2 separate regions of the Mus musculus genome follow, and region 2 is linked to region 1. A link is a contact called in public HiChIP or PLAC-seq data. All regions are on one chromosome and are shown on one strand. The core of a region is the stretch at or near the end of the contact, and the rest is flanking DNA. Distances in the headings are between cores, read along the strand shown. Region 1 has its middle 99 kb from the start of Gm46846. Region 2 has its middle 330 kb from the start of Gm46846.

What was found. HiChIP or PLAC-seq counts read pairs in DNA pulled down with a chosen protein or histone mark.
Region 2: an H3K4me3 HiChIP or PLAC-seq map of embryonic basal ganglia shows a contact between it and region 1, with 3 times the contacts expected there. The contact joins two enhancer-like sites. A contact is called at or near these places in 2 of 484 Hi-C or Micro-C datasets (cerebral cortex and embryonic stem cells) and 2 of 115 datasets of contacts at active chromatin or transcription factors (SST interneurons and embryonic basal ganglia).

What each region holds. Positions count from the first base shown.
Region 1 is chr4:12,271,526-12,274,492 of GRCm38.p6, reverse strand. No RefSeq gene overlaps it. Among named protein-coding and RNA genes, the nearest start is that of Gm46846, 99 kb to the right of the region's middle. Within about 2 kb of position 1,387, at least 8 of the 459 cell types and tissues checked have an H3K27ac peak or open chromatin away from gene starts, as enhancers often do. A contact at or near this core is called in SST interneurons and embryonic basal ganglia, where this site is marked.
Region 2 is chr4:12,505,536-12,508,263 of GRCm38.p6, reverse strand. No RefSeq gene overlaps it. Among named protein-coding and RNA genes, the nearest start is that of Gm46846, 330 kb to the right of the region's middle. Within about 2 kb of position 1,268, at least 35 of the 459 cell types and tissues checked have an H3K27ac peak or open chromatin away from gene starts, as enhancers often do. A contact at or near this core is called in SST interneurons and embryonic basal ganglia, where this site is marked.

The sequences.
Region 1 (2,967 bases), core at 138-2,637:
AAAAAGACATCTTTCAGGCCATAGTAAATACTGGATATCTTATCAATTACAATTGCATATATATAATTTGATAATTTGATTTTTTTCCTTCTGAAGCTTGCAAGACATGAAACAATAATTTAGCTAGAAGAATGGGTCATATGGATCTACAGTCTCCTTATCAAACAGTTAGTGGGGATAGGGTATGCTTCCAGTATCTGTGCTCCCATCCTCCACGGCTTGTGCTCCCTCCTCAAAAGGCTTAGTCAAGGCAGGGCTACCTAGATTGTTGGCACTTGGTGCTTCAGGTAGTGGGTACTTGATGAAGAGTAGAGGCAGTGGAAGGTCACTTTGCCTTGTGGGCATGAGTAAGGCACACACTATCCAGGTTCACTCTACACACCACTATGCCATGTTCTTGGCAAAGTTTCCAGGTGCACACCCCTTGCCCAAGGGCCTGTTGAGAAAGGCAAGGAAAAGTAAAAAGGACACTCAAACTGCCACATACTTTACACCTTGAAGTGTTACTGTGTTCAGCAAACTCAATTTAAAATGAGGACCAAAGACCTTTTCCTGTCAATGTGACCAGGTGTCAGAGGAGGAGGAAGATTAGCTGGCGAAGATAAGTGATTATGAAGAACAGGGGAACCTCCTGGACTAGGCGTGGTCATTCCTCACTGCAAGGACTCGGAGAAATTCAATCCTCTCTACATTTCCCTTCCTCCATCTTTAAAGAATGGCCTTGGGCTGTGTGTGACTCCAGGAAACAAATGCTCAACTTTGCCTCCTCTCATTCTTCACACGTCACCTCCACCATGTGTTGGTTTGTCTACTGATACCACCTTCCAAGCATACATTCAGGATCTGTCCTCCCCTGACTCTTGCCACGTATCACTGTGCGGTCAGGGACTTCACGGTTCTCACCAGGGTCTGTGCAATGGCCTCCTCCTCCTCCTGCCCTCCACTCTCAGGAGTAACCACAAAGTCTGAAATATTTGCTGTCTGGCCCATTACAAGACACAGTTGCCAGCCTCTGTGCCAGACCACTGGAATATGAGACATGGAAAGGAGAGGCTTTGTCTCACTCACCACCGTCTCCCCAGCACTTACCTCTGTCCCTCTGTACACAGCGGGCACTCAGTAAGTATTTGAGTGACTCAGAGATTTACAGATCAATTCCCTGAGACTCCAGTATCAGCTACAGTAGCTGAGAGAAAGTACCGCATACAGGACCTTTATCTGAATAACTCATGGATTTAAATGTCACAATAACTCTATGATAGAATGTTGCCCTGTCACCCTTATTTTATAGACAGAAAAACAGACACAAAGAGATTAAGTAAACCGCCCATTAGCAGAGTATCTGAACCACACAATTAGCCAGTTTAACCGCGTTCCCAGCTGCCTCTCAGTCAGCTAGGGCCAGAGACAATAGGGAAGCCCCTCTCTCTCATCTGTTGTCTTCTCCACATGCCTTCCTGAGAAAAGGACCTACGGATTTTTTTTTTTTTTTTTTTTGAGAACCATTGAACTCAATCTAATTAAACTGTTCTCCAGCTTAGCATTTTAAAATCAGCTTCTCGGAAGAGCTATTTTAAAGATACAAAAAATTAAATAAATAAAAGGCTTTTTTTTTTATTGCAAACTGAATCCATGACTTTTCTTCTTTTCACATCCAAAAAGATATCCTTACACAAGCACACTCCAGAACTCAACCCCAATTGCAAGAAATAGGGAAGCTAATTGCTTCTGCAAGAAAGAGTAGCCAGAAACTCAAGTGCCTTTACATCTGTTTGCGCTTCCCAAAAATATGGGGGAAAGCTGAATCAAAGGCCTCAAAGTCTCATTTCACTTTTAATTCTCTGCTGGTTACAAGAGTGCAGGCTGAGCTGGAAAGGCGCACAGCACCTGCAGAATCCCAAACACCACATCAGCAGCTGATACAACCATGAGACGGTGTGAAATTCACTCCAAAGCTGCAGCTCTCATCCCTGACTGCTCCGATTTCTCAGTGTGTGAGCACTCATTTTCCAGCACTGAGACATCAATAAGTCAGGCCAAGGATAATCTCTAGGTCATTAATTAAACTCTGTGTACAGGCATGCACACGATATCATCATACATAGCATACGGTGCCATAAACACTATGTGAAACAGCAACTGTAAATCATGAGCATATAATCCCCTTGAGCTTCATAAACCATAAAAATGAAACTCAAGTGGTTTGTGTAGTCACCTGAATCCCAGAAGGAAACACAGCACTGCGATTCAAAAGTTGCTTATTGTTTATTTTTAAATAATGGATGGATCTTACTTCTCAATTCAGGAGTGTCCTCCTCCCAGTGGGGCTGTCCGTCCACACACTGCTACCCTGACAGCCAGTTCCTCTCCACCTGACTCTGAAAAGCTTGCCCCTTTATCCAGAAAAGAACAACCCCTCTTCCATGACAGGGACAGAAACAACAATGTACAGAGACTGCTTCTCGTCTCATTAGCAAATTGTAATCATTCACTAGAGCAGTGTAATTCTGTGAACAATGGATGGGATTTTTTAAACATAAAATGAAGTATTTAACAGTGTTTCCCATGTACTATAACATTCTTACAGATTCAAAAACAAAAGGAGAGTAACTGGTAATACTCTTACTAGTATTTTTATTAATGTGTTGTTTCTTTCTTTCTTTTCTCTCTTCCTTTCTTCCTTTTTTTTTTCTTTGTTTTTGAGACAGAGTGTCGCTATGCTGCCCAGACTGTCCCTAAACTCATTTTGAAGCCTAGACTTGTCTTTGCTCTCACATGCAAGTTCACCTACCCTGTTGTTGTTGCTGCTGCTGCTGCTGCTGCTACTACTAGTGATACTGCATTCCTTTGCTAATATGAGAACCTAGCTTCCCATATAGACTAAAGAGCAATAGCTCTCTGTCTTAGGGTTTGTATTCCTGCACAAACCATCATGACTAAGAAGCAAGTTGGGGAGGAAAGGGTTAT
Region 2 (2,728 bases), core at 19-2,518, 230 kb before region 1:
ATTGCATATCTTCCTCTATCACTGTTTACCTTATTTTTTTTTTGAGTCAGGATCTCTCAGAGAACCTAGGGCTCAGATTTGGCAAGACTTACTGCTCACCAGGCCCCAGGAATCCTTTCCACTTTCCCCCACACTGGAGTTATAAAATGACATTTTTGTATTAGTATTGGGCATCCAAACTCAGGACTTCATAATTCCAGAGCAAGCATATTACCAACTAAGCCATCTCTCCAGATTTCTCATCTTCAAATGATGATAACCGTGCCTGCTGGATTCTTCTTGAGGATGAATGGGAAAGCTCATCAACAAGCCTTTTACAATGTAAAACGCACAGCATCCATACCAGAAATGGCAGCCATTTATTTTTCTCACCAATAGCATTCTGAAAAACGTGGTTGCACACATGCTGAGAACACATAGCATTGTAGGATTAGGAAAGCAGGCAATCACTGTGCCCTGGCATGTCCAAGGAGGACATCACAGACAATGCTGGACACAAACTGACTTTTTATGTAGGAGCAGACAGGCAGAAGGAAGCCAACATGAGCCACTGCAAGTGGAGCTAAGTGACTCCTTACCTAAGAAATTCAGGGCACTGTATCCTACAGCAGGTGCATCACTGGGAAATGGATAGCCAGCAGGGAATACGGAGAGGTGATTTTTTTTCACCTCTGTACTAAAAAAAAATGGAGAGGGAATGTGATTTTTTTTAAACATTAATAAAAAGAGCACACCGACGTGGAACCAGAGAAGGCAGCCCTGTCTCAGCTGCATCCCATCCTAGTACTCCCGAGCTCCCTGCACTGCTGGTGGCTGATGAGGCTGAGTTCTTCCCCCAGGGCTGCAAGAGAGCAGACTGTATGGGAGGCCTGGCATCTCTTCCAAATGCCTCTTCTGTCCAGTGGGGGCAGGAGCTGCCTAACAGCTGCTGTGATGCTTTGTAAACAAGTGGGGGACACACTTCTTTAACCTGGAATCCTATGGCTGAAAATATGTTTACCTCTCCAAGGATTTGGTTGGAAATGCTTCAAAGACTTTTTTTTTCCCTTTTCCCAGAATGCTCAGGCTCTCTCCCTGAGAGCAGCGCCTTCCTTGAGTGAGAAGAACAATCTTTTCCAGCATCACAATAAATAGCTTTCTGACTTGGGCAGCAACATGGAAGCAGATTATCTCAGAGGTGGGTGAAACGTGGTTTAGCTTATGTGCAGAGTAAACGTAAAGGAAAGAGCTCACATCTGTGCTGGAGTGGGCAGAACGTGAAGGATAGGCAACTTTCCAGAGCGTGCTGCAGTGGCTGGATCATTTCCAGAGACTGCTGCCAAGCTGGCCCCCAAGCAGCTGCAGCTTCAGGGGGTCTTATCACTCCCTCCTCAACTGCAGCCTTGTGTGTGTGTGTGTGTGTGTGTGTGTGTGTGTGTGTGTGTGTGTGTGTAGATGTGCACCAGCCAAAAACACTAATTAGCATGTGCTTTTATAGATGAGAGTTTAAAAGCCATGAAGCAGCTGCTGTCCAGAAGCCAAGGAGCTAAATTGAAGTCATAGCACTGTGATTTGGGCATATGAGAAGGTCATCTCACCCCTTTGAGGTGTGATTGCATCATTTGTCAATGAAAATAATAATATCTGAACCAATTAATTTAGAGTTTTGATGAAGATCCAAGTTACAGCAAGAAGGCAGGTAGGGAAATCTCCCACCAACTGTAGCACTGTTTCCCACGATAAAGAACAGAGGCTAGTGGCTCTACAGTAGAGGGAAAGCTGTTAGAAATGCAGGTGGGTGTCACCCCTTCCTGAGCTCCCCCCCATGAATCCTTCATGTCAACCCATCCCAGGGCACACATTCATGCACACATTCAAGTTTCAGAAGGAATGCCTGAAAGCACTACTAAAAAATGGATTTAGGGATCAGCTGAAAAAAAAAAACCAATAAACCCAAACCGCTCTGTTTTACCAATATTTTATCCCAGCCCTGATTTCTTGCATTTTCCAGTGGCTTCCTCAGATATCCTCAGAGAGCAGCAATGCTGTCGTTTGTCTGATCTCTGAGATACTATGCCCAGTATGAGTTAGGCTCCTATCCTGGAAACACAGGAATTAGTTACATTTCTTGTCCTGTGACAAGGTACTGGATAAAAGCAGCTAAGGAATGGAGACTTTTTGGCTCACACTTTGAGGGACAGTCTGTCATGACAAGGGGACATGGTGGGAGCTGCTTCAGGTAGCTGGTCACATCACATGCACAGTCAGGAAGCAGAGAATAAGTGATACTGGTGCTCAGCTCTTTTTCCACTTTTTATACACCTTGAGCCCCAGCCCATGAGATGGCACCATCCACATTTAGGGTGGATCTTCTCACCTCAATTCAAACTCCATCACAGACAATATCTAAAAGGTTTTTCTACTACTTCCTGCCAAGTTGGCCGTCACGCATGGAAAATAGCATTCTTCTACAAGAGTTATAGCTTTGAAGCTATTATATTAAAGTGTGTTTGTTTAAATACATTTTTAAATATATGAGGCCAGGTACATTCAGAACTGGAGTGACTAAGGAAGGGGGATCTTGTCTGAGACCATCCTAGGCTGTTTAAACAAAAACCTATCCTTATATTCACAGATGAGTGTAGTTCTCAACCATCAAAGAAGCCGCTCTTTTCAGCAGGCAGAGACCATCACAGAGATGCACAACTGGTTAAAATAGGCATAATAACTGATCATGGGAATCCAGTCC